Linked DNA regions of Mus musculus: region 1 is linked to region 2. Evidence: chromatin contacts called from public Hi-C data. All regions are on one chromosome and are shown on one strand. The core of a region is the stretch at or near the end of the contact, and the rest is flanking DNA. Distances in the headings are between cores, read along the strand shown.

Region 1 (5,083 bases), core at 2,569-5,068, 36 kb before region 2:
ATTCCACTGTGTCTCTCCAGAGCACAACTTCCACCTCCACGCTGACACATCCCTCGTCTACCTACTCTTCCTATATGGAAGACCTTACCCATTACCAATATACAAGCCTTGTGTCAGTCGTGTCTGCTGACTCAATTTCCTGTTTGGGAGCCATGGACTGTAGATTATAAAATATCATCATCACCGTCATCATCATGCATTATTATACAATCACTGCACATGCCACAGCAATCACATAGAAAGAAGCCAGAATCAGTTCTCTCCTTCTACCTTGTTGCAGCTAGGTCTCTCTCTTTCTTCTCATCTTAGTTACTTCTCTGTTGCTATGATAAAACACCAGGACCGAAGGGGTTTGTTTTAGATAATAGTTCCAGAGAGAGCTTCGTGATGGCCTGGGAGGCACTGCAGCAGATGGCTGAAGCAGGATGCTGAGAGAGCACATCTTCATTCAGATGAAGAAAGTAAACAGATCGAGCTGGACGTGGGGGCCAAGACATAAACGCTCAAAGCCCACCTGGGACTCCTTCCAGCAAGGCAGCACCATCTCCCTGGACAGCACCAACCACCAATTGAGGACCAAGCGAGGCTAAGGGGAACATTTCTCATTCAAAGCACCACAGAGCTGTTCTGCATTCTCCCCGTTAACTGGCTTCTGGGCTCACAGACAATTCTCCTGTCTCCACTTCCCATCTCGCTAGAGGAGCGGATTACAGATGCGCAGCACCACATCTGGCATTTTCTGTGGGTTCTGGGACCAAACAGCGCTCATAAAGCTTCTACAGAAGATGCTTTTATCCTGCTGAGCCGTCCCCCAGCCCTGGATGGAGGATCTTAGCTGAATCCTATGCATCAGTACCTTCCTGGACCGGGGTCAAACAGTTACTAACCTGCTCAGGCAGCCCCTAGCTTCTCTTCCCACCCAGGTATACGGAGCTTCAAGACTTGGGTCTTAACTGAAGTAATGCTGCTTGCTTTATGAGGACCGTTGCCTCCTGGCAGCTTACCTACAATACCAACTGCCTAGATTATAAAGATCCGACATTCTTGTGGAACACCCAGGTTTTCCCTGTAGGATCTTTTTATGGATATACTTTAAATGCTCTGGGCAAGACATCTAGGTTTAGCCAGACATTGGCTAAACAAAAGAAGAGGTTAGAATCAGATTCCTCTGATCAGAGCTCCACAAACCACAGAAGGAAATGCCAAGGGTCTTAGAAATGGCTGTAACAACCGCCGCCAAAAAAGTGGCCAGAGCAACCTACTTAAGATGCTATTGTTTTAGATAATTGCCTTTTCTGATTTGCAAAGTGACTGATCAAACAAATGCTCTAAACCATATGCAACCGCCACCCCCACCCCACACCACTAAAAATAAAACTGAGCAACAATCCAGTGACTTAACCTACCCTTTAGAAAGGATAATGGTTCAAGCACACTCACTTCGCGTATGGCACTGAAAAACTATTCAGAGCAGAGTGAATTGTGTAACCGATTGTCCTACAAGCACTACTTTATTTAAAAGTTAATATTCAATGGAAAGAAAACAGAGGACAGAAAAGATATACCTGTATTAAAACTTAAAAATAAAAGAAATGTAAAAAATGTTAGGTAATAGTTAATGTGTAGTTTAAGAGAAAAGTTATGTGAGTCTAATATAAATTACACATCTACAGGTTTTTATTAGAGCTAGACTTCGAAATCCCGATCTCCTGGTGCGGCATGCAAGCCTGTACTCCATCTCTGCAGGGGCTCTTCTGTAACTAAAGACACCATCATTGCATGGAAGATTCAGAGCCAACAGTTACTGAGCTGCACGGTAATTTCCTAGTAAAATGTTTCTAGAGCAAAAGAATGAGAGAAGCGAAGGGATGCTAATTTCTCTGTAATTTAGTTACCATGACTGGCAGTAAAGATGCACTGGTCACATACACAGGAGAACGCTGCAAGTGACCTAGATCATTGTTCTTCGTGTTTACAGGTCTTACGGGAAGACACACAGGCAGAAACCTTTTCCTTCCTGAATCTTCCAGGTATGTATCACTCTACTAAAATGGTTCTAGCACAGATAAAATAACAATGAGCAAACCTACAAGCTCTCCCCACAGGCTCCCATGGGGATTCTTTTCACAAACAGAGGGTTGGGCACACGCAGCCAGAGGCAAAAGAGAGAAAAATCGTATGATTCCATTTCTACACTATTCAACCCAGGGGAAAGCAAGGCAAGGAGCGGGAAGGGGACAGCAGCCACCTTTACAAAAGAGAGATCAGTCATGCCATGTGCGTCACAATCACTCACAGATTCGCACGGCAAAAATTCAATGCATATACCCATAAACACTTTTATCATCAATGCTTTGAACTAGCCAAAAGCCTTTGTCAAAAATGTTTATCCATGTATAGACTTATATATATACACACACACACACACAGACACACACACACACACATATATATGCTTTTATATACACATATGACACATGCATACGTACATTTGAAACTCACCTTGAAATACTTGTCGATTTTGGATAAATTTATTCTTTTCTTGGCATCTAGTTTGTAGATGTTACTCACACTCCCATCCATCAGGTACAGGCCAAATCCCATGACCTGCAAAAATAACACACGGACCTGTGAACCGACCCACACAGATGCACACTGCCAGAGCTGCTAACTCTGAAATCAGAAATCACCCTTCCCTCAATGGTGCTATGAAATAAAGAGCTTCCTTCTGAAATAAAACCTTTTCCCTTGTCCGTACCATCTCCTGTGCCTACTTCAGCGTCCTCCGAAGACACTCAGGTGTCGCGCCTGCTGAGCGGAGGACAGCGCTTAGGTAGTAGATGCAGGCAACTGCACAAGGGACTCATGAGACGGTTCCTTAATAATGCCACAAGTTTAATTCTACTAAACTCAAGTGCTACAATTATAACAATACTGTCCCTGGAGTATCATGAACAAGGATAAGCAGGCACACAATCAAGAATACTTAACCTCTGAAATGACACAGTCAGATTCAGTAGTTACCTAGCTCACAGCGACTGTGACTGTGTTAAGCTGTATATTTTTTAAGGTTTTATTGTGGTTTAATACCTACTATTCCCAGACCGTATGCATTTTTTTCCTTCATTGAAATTGGGTTACAAAGGGTAATTTTGTTTAGAGGCTAGCTGCTTCGAACCAATGCAGCACTGATTCGTCTAACCTGAGTAACAAGGCTCTTGTAGAACTGCACTATCCAAGACACACCCATGCATTACTACTAAACTTAGCTTTCAGTGTCTTTGTAAACTCATAAATTCAATCTGGGAACAGGCAGCTGCACAATCCCAACGTGTCCTGGGAACATGACGAGGGCTGCATCGGCCAGCACAGTCACAGTCATGACGTGTCTGCTATCACAGACCACCCATCAGGTGCTCTCCTGACAAGGATGTGTCACAAGTCGGAGCAGCAGGCAAATTCAGCAGGCAGTGCCCCAGGTCAACAGCCAACTATGTGCTGAGGTGGTGAGCAAAGCCAAGGGAATGTGTATATACTCAAGAGATGCTGTCTACATACATGACAGCATGAGAATTTAAAAAAGAAGGTTAAAAAAGAACGACTAAGTACAGCCGTTTGTACAAACGGCCATGCTTGATCCCCGAGGAAGGCTGGACCCTCTCCGCTACACACGTACTTTGAGAAGCATGTGTTTTTCGCTGGGTGTCAAGTACATCCTGTTCTCATAGTAATCCACACACAGATTCACGATGTCTGCCAGGAGCTCTTCATAGCCAGAAATGACCTCAAGCTGCTGCTGCAGAGACTGGAGCACAAAGGAAAGAGATTAGCTGCCGCCCACTCCAGCCTCACCAGCAACACAGGATGTCAATGGTGTGCAGAGACACGGGCCTTACTTGTGTAATCTTGTTGTGGTTGGCCAGGAACATGGACAGATTCTGTGACTCCTGGATGGATTGTGGATCTGCCATTTTACGTAAAAACTGAGCAGCCCTAGAAAGAAAAGAGGCAATTCCAAAACATATCTGCAAATTAATTGGGGAGGGTGGAGGAGGCCCCATGGGGACCTTGGGGAGAAAAAAAAAAAATCACTATTCTTCTCTGCCTGCAGTTATTTGCAGAAATAAGTGTTGAAGTAGCTGCTTTTGGTTTCAGCCTCTTGCAGCATCCCTGACCTTGACTTTAGGGGAGACTTTTGCCAACTCAGACATATCGTATACACCAGAGAGCTTTTGTACTCTATTGTTCATGGCCAATGGACTTCATCAACAGGTATCTATACTCTGGTCTCTCCTAGGCATAGGTGAATGTCTACCTTTATCTACAGGTCAAAGTGTTGACTCCTAGTGTCTGTGTCAGAGAAGAACTTGTCTATGCATATTCTGACTCCAAAAAGCCCTGAAACACATTCTTAAGGATCTTTCCGAAACCCTCTCCGCCACCACTATTTCTAACAAGAAGTAAGTGCCCCTCCCCAGTTACGCTGTTTCAGCGCACTAGTACTGGAACTTCCCAGAGCCCGAGATTTGCCAACTATTCAGCTACACAATGTGAGGCAGACAAAAGGGCTTGCACGGTAAAATCCTCAAAGGCACATGTTACGTCTGTGTGGAGAAACTGTGAGAAATCTTTACATGTAACAGAAACTGCCCACAAGGCTCTATCTGGGCAACCCAGAATCTTAAACTTTTATGGTTCCGCAAGGAAGGACCATATCCACAATGAATTCACTTCTTTTCTGCCTCATGATCGGCCTGAAATGATAATGTGTCATCTCCCTTGCAGAGGCTGTGGCCAGGTAACCAAGGGGTGGCCCATGAGATAGGATGAAAAGGAGTATCAGGAAGTTGAATGTTTACTTCTAAGAAAGAGTACGGCTTTATGTTCTCTTTCCTCCCTGTTCACCAGATATAAATTGGGGGTAGAACTCAAGCAGCCATATCGGACAATGAACAACATATGATAACTGCGGAATGAGAACTCCCTAATTAAAGTAATTAAATCAAAGACCTAAAAATTAATATTTTGAAAACTTGAATATAGTTCAATCATCTCACTGATATAGTAAGGCTCTATCTTTTCC
Region 2 (5,705 bases), core at 2,386-4,885:
ACATCTGTACCTATTTTCATTTGTCTAATTAAACTCTGATGCAGGGATAGAATTGTGCAGATATACTTTAGCATATATCACTATAGTTTGAGCAACACATGACTGTATTATACAATCAATAGAAAGAATTATTGAACTCAGCCGGGTGTGGTGGCGCACGCCTTTGATCCCAGCATTCGGGAGGCAGAGGCAGGCAGATTTCTGAGTTCAAGGCCAGCCAGGGCTACACAGAGAAACCCTGTCTCGAAAAACCAAAAAACAAAACAACAACAACAAAAAAAACAAAACAAGAATTATTGAACTCTCTGTAAATAGAAACATTTAAGGAATTCCAGCTGAGCATCAATAAGTGAAAATATATAACACTTGGAATGCAATCGGTGTTACAGAAACTCCGATTCAAACAAAAGAGGCTAAAGTCGGGGCAGAATGCTTCAGTACACATACAGTTGTATATACTTCTGAACTATTTAAAAAATTGTTGAGGTGGTGTTTGTAAATTTTCTCACCTTTAAAAGTACTATTTCAGGCTAGGTTGTATCTTATTTCTGTAATGTCAGCACTCAAGGAGCTGAGATAGACAGGAAAGGTGGTGGTATCCACACCTCCAGTCTTAGCACTCAGAAGGTGGAGGCAGGAGAATCAGGGGTTCAAGCCCACCAGGACTTCGGGAGACCCAACCTCAAGCCCCTTCCCCTCCCTACACACAAAAAGGCTAATGTAGAGGCACCATGAATTCAAGGCTGTCTGGGCCATGGAATGAAACCCTGTCTCAAAACTCAGGAGGGGTAAAGATGGCTCTTCAATTAGGAGCTTTTCAGGAGAACCTATGCTGAGTTCCCAGCACCCACATGGAAGCTCACAATAGCCTATATCTCCTGGTCCAAGAGATCCAATGGCGTCTTCTAGTCTCTACAGACTTCTGATGAATGTGATGCACACAAACTCATGCAGGCCACAACAACCACACACTTGTCAAATACATATTTAAATTTGCTTTTTTTTGAAATGGTAAGATAAAGGGAAAGAGAGAAGAAAGAACGTTTTAGTCTTCCAGGTTGTATCCAGAACTACATTTTTTAAAAAAAAACACTTATTTATTATTTGTGTATGGAGTGTGTTCATAGGGAGAGAGAGTAAGTATTTCGGCACAAATCACTGTGTCCTTGTGGACGTCAGAGGACAATTTTCAGGAGTTAGTCCTTTCCTTCCACTGTGGGTTGTAACTCAAGTTGTCAGACCTGTCTGTCACCTATACCTACTGTGTGTCACCTATACCTGCTGTGTGCCACCTATGCTCACTGTGTGCCACCTATACCCACTGTATGCACCTATACTCCCTGCATGCCACCCCACCTTCCCAAGGCTCTACTTTTCAAAGCACTGACTTTACTTCTTACAGACATATTTGACTAGTGTTTTTGTAACCAAATAATATTATATATATATATATATATATATATATATATATATAAAATCATTAATTTTTCACTTTAATGGTGTTTGGCTGGTAAAACACCTTGGACGGCCTTAAATATAGCCACCCCCTCCCCAACACCCCCATACTTATTACTGAGAACATAGAACCATCTTAAATGCAGACTCCAAGATTGCCACAGGACTTTCTGGAGAAAGCAAAATAGCACTATGAAAAGATCAGCAGTTGCCAAGAGTTGATGGTATGAAAGACCTCACTACAAGGGACACAGGAAAGAAAATCTTGAGGTGATAGGAACCAGTTTGGCATCTTAATTACAGTGGCAGTCAACACTCCAAAGCATGAATATTACTATATGTAAAGTTAAAAACACGCTTAAGTGCCAGGGAGATGGCTCAGTGGATAGCCGTACAGGATTTCAGATCTCAGAACCCACATAAACGACAATGGGCATGGCAACCTCCCTCAAGTCCCATTGCTTCCAAGGCGGAGACAGGGGACCTCCGAAACAAACTGGCGAGCAAGACTAGTCCAATCAGTGAACTCTAAGTTCAGCTGAGAGACCTTGTATCAAAGAATAAGGTGGAAAACGCCAAATCAGCCTCGGGCCTCTACATGCACATACAAACACATTCACACACCTGTGCACCCACATCTAAAAACACACATACCACAAACACACACATACAGTGTTTATTCTTTAAAAAAACCTTAATACATACTTCCTCAAATACACAAATACTTAGAGGATGTATTTTCTTAGAGAGACTTTTCAACTGCAGCATTTTATCAAGGTTACAGGGAAGATGCTGTTAGGGGAAGAGGGAAAGAGAAGTATTCCCCGCAACATTCCTACTGAATTCTTACAATGCATGTCTGCAGTAACTTACATGTATTTAAAAACTGAATTAATTCTTTCAGGCTATGTGCTTGTAGGCTTTTTAATAAGAACCACTAACATACTCAGAACTAGGGGAAGGCTGGTATTCAGGTATACCACCGGTCTCGCGTGCTTCAACTTCCAGCCAGTGAACTTGGCCAGGGTCTAGGATCAATACCCCCACCTTGGCAAGCGCTGATCTCAGTATCAGTACCTGTAGGAGTACCCCAGTACCAGCGGTGCTTCAAACACGACTCAACTAAGCGATCTGTTAGCCGACAACCAAGAGAAATCTCTGGGCTCCCCCATGCAACACACGGATTGCCCGATGCTTCCCTCTGCCTCGCCCTCACCGATCCCCAGTTGCATATCTCTTCCTTCTTTTCTCACACTCACGAAATGTTACAAATTACGCAGATGCTTTAGGCTTAAAGTACAAAATTCGTTACGAATGTGCGGCGGCGCACTACTGCTCCTGAACAATCCCGTTTCCTTAACAAAGCCCAAAATGCCTCTCTCCAAGAATCTGAGGACGGCTTCCCTAGACCACACTCTCCTTCCTTTCCTCTGAAGGCAGAACCATGGTGGACTCGGGGTTGTTTTGCCACTTTAGTGCAACATAAACTATTCGTCGCTCCTTACTTTTCAATAGTAAAATACTAAATATTAACGTTGTCTCTTCCTCTTTGGAGCTAAACCTCGTGCCGGAAGCGCGAGATCTGGGATCCTAGTATCCAGGGTGAGTCGGGGCGGGGGTTCGGGGACGCGGGGGTCCGGGACGCGGGAGCCGGGCCACCGGAGTGCAAGTTGTGCAGCGCGGAGGGAACAGGGAATCTGCACTGGGAAGCCCGTGGCCGGGGGATTCTGGAATGTGATTCCGGGGAGGGAGCCCTGGAGCCGCCGAGCTGGGCCGGGAGTCCCGGGCTCCGGAGCTGCCGTGCAGAGACCGGGAGACTCGAGAGCCCAGGAGGCAATCCCGGGAGGCCGTGCGGTCCCGGAGGCTGCGCCGAGGCCGTCTGCAGGCTCGCCCCACCGGACTACAGTGGAGCAAGGACCCCGAGGCCAGGCGACCGCCCTTACCTGGTCTGCGCCGCCTTCGGTTGTCCAGGGCGGGCCCCGGGAGCTTTCCTACCCCAATGAGTCACTTGGGCGGGTCGGGAATGCACCAGGAAACACCCGGCCTCCTCCCCTTCCTCCGGGGCGGCGCTGCTCGGCTCGGCCTCTTCCTCCCGGCGCTCCTCCCTCCTCCCGCTGGCTGCCTTGGGTCCGGCTCCTCTAGGCCAGCCCGGTCGGCCCCCAAGTCTCCCCAAGTCTCCCGTACCGTAGCCCCGCCTGCCGCTTGCTGCTCAGGTCACCGCAGCAAAGGAAGCCGGGATTTGCTTGGTGGGCTCCACCCGTCAAGCCGGCTGGGAGAGGATGAAGACTCAGCGCCACACTGCCATGCTCACCAGCCTCAAGAGTTTTCCCTGATTTGGGGGACCTCTGTTGAAGCTAAGGCCAAATGAGGAAAGAATTCCAGGACTAGCCAGCATAGAGCTGGAAGTTTTACTAAAGATACTTTAAAAAAAATTTAAAAAAAAGGAATTCATTATGTGTATGAATGTTTGGCTTGCTTGTGTGTCTATGCACCACGAGAGTGCCTGGTGCCCGCAAAGGTCCAAAAAGGGCGTTGGATCCCCCAGCAATTGGGTGTGGGCCAGTGAGCCCATACATGGGCCATAGGAATTCAACATTCGTTTTCCTATAACTTGTCCTCAGTGATGGTGAGAAGCCTCAGTAAATCCATGAGTGATGGGCTTATCTTCCTCCGCATGTCCCCCAAATTTTCACTGCCTCCTGTCCTGCCTCTGGTTGAACTTCAAAAGAGATACAGAAGGTACAACCATGACAGAGAAGGGGCGCATGTATGTATTAAATGGTGGGTGCAAGGCTGGAGCGGCATGTAAAATGCTCCAGACCCAAGGAAGAACCCATTCTGGCCCCTAAAGTAACAGTGCTACCATCTCATCTGCCTTCTGAGGACTGGCAAACTCAAGTTCAGACTCCTAGGAATGGCTGACAACAGAAAACCTGACTTGAATTTGCCCTCCCTAAACCCGCAGAAAAGGAAGGGAAAAGTTAGTTAACATACATCTTAATGCTGAACTTAGTAGAATAGCTCCAAACTTCCTACCCTTCTTCACTCCGGACGCCCCTCCTTACTGCTAAGAATTTGGACATTTTGTTTGTCGTTGGGGTCTGACAGTAACTAATGTAACCCAGGCTAGCCTTGAACACCAGATCATGTCTCCATCCCTCAAGTGCTGAAATCACAGGCATTCACCAACATGCCTAACTCCCACACCAGTTTGTTTTCCCCAACTTAACAGAAATAAATCTTTACTAAGTAACTTTTAATATCAGAAAAATAAAACTCGTGTAATTGTATTTACAACAGACACACATCAGTGTTTTCACCATCTTAGGTTTACCACAAAATGTGAGATGTTAAACTTATTCAAAAGTATAATCCTTGTAGCTTCTCTACATATGCATAACAAGAGTATAATAAAAATTACAAAACCTAAACTATAATGATAATACAAATGTAACATGTTGATTCCTTGGCGCAGCAAAAATACAAAACGCATGCTTGACAATGTTCCCCTGCTTCCACAGAACTGTAATCTAGAGATTAAGATTCAATACTGGCATTTAACTATCCGACAAGCAATTTGAATTATATCATTATATGCTGTAGAGAGAATCTCAGTGTCACCTGTCACTAAAAATGCCTATGCCCAATGAGCTGAGGCAGCAAATAGGAGATGGGACACTGGCAAGAAGAGAGGAGATTCTGGGAAATAGTGAGAATATAAAAGGAACCCATAGGGAGGGACTGTGAAGGATTCAAGCAAGTCTCTGAGGGAGAGAAGCTGAGGAGACACAAAGGAAGAAGCAGGCTGGGACTGGAGGAGAGGTAACTAACAGTGTGTGAGACATAGAATAGTTTAAAGGGTTAGATAAGTTACAATCTAGTCAGGGACTGAGCCAATGCTCGTGGCCTAGGCATTTATTAAAAAGTTGTTAGTCTCACAGTGATCATTCTGGGAGCAGGGGCTGGGAGGAAAAACAGATTGATTTGTTTTTACAATATTTCATCAATGCAACTTTTTTTATACTAAAAAAAATAAAAATAAAAACCATTTGTGAGGGCTGGAGAGATGGCTCAGCGGTTGCTCTTCCAGAGGTCCTGAGTTCAATTCCCAGCAACCAGGTGGTGGCTGTAGTGGGATCCGATGCACTCTTCTGATGAGTGTCTGAAGACAGTTACAGTGTAAATAAATAAGTAAAAATAAACAAATCTTTTTTTAAAAAATTAAGAACTTTTAAATGAAATGGAATTTT

What was found. Hi-C and Micro-C count contacts between places; a contact is called where the count stands out from the background.
Region 1: a contact with region 2 is called in a Hi-C map of adipose-derived mesenchymal stem cells, with 2.2 times the contacts expected there. The contact joins the enhancer-like site here to the promoter of Cyfip1 in region 2. A contact is called at or near these places in 27 of 484 Hi-C or Micro-C datasets (the HPC-5 cell line, Sertoli cells, adipose-derived mesenchymal stem cells and 18 more), 13 of 115 datasets of contacts at active chromatin or transcription factors (astrocytes, bone marrow-derived dendritic cells, bone marrow-derived macrophages and 8 more) and 4 of 9 other capture datasets (adipose tissue, bone marrow-derived macrophages, liver and 1 more).

The regions. Positions count from the first base shown.
Region 1 is chr7:55,876,601-55,881,683 of GRCm38.p6, reverse strand. Cyfip1 (cytoplasmic FMR1 interacting protein 1) reads right to left here. Exons shown (of 31, transcript NM_011370.3): 7 at 3,897-3,993; 8 at 3,677-3,805; 9 at 2,503-2,607. Among named protein-coding and RNA genes, the nearest start is that of Cyfip1, 37 kb to the right of the region's middle. Within about 2 kb of position 3,818, at least 16 of the 459 cell types and tissues checked have an H3K27ac peak or open chromatin away from gene starts, as enhancers often do. A contact at or near this core is called in adipose-derived mesenchymal stem cells, fibro-adipogenic progenitors and heart atrium, where this site is marked.
Region 2 is chr7:55,840,001-55,845,705 of GRCm38.p6, reverse strand. It overlaps Cyfip1 (cytoplasmic FMR1 interacting protein 1), which reads right to left and starts at 3,635. Exons shown (of 31, transcript NM_011370.3): 1 at 3,399-3,635.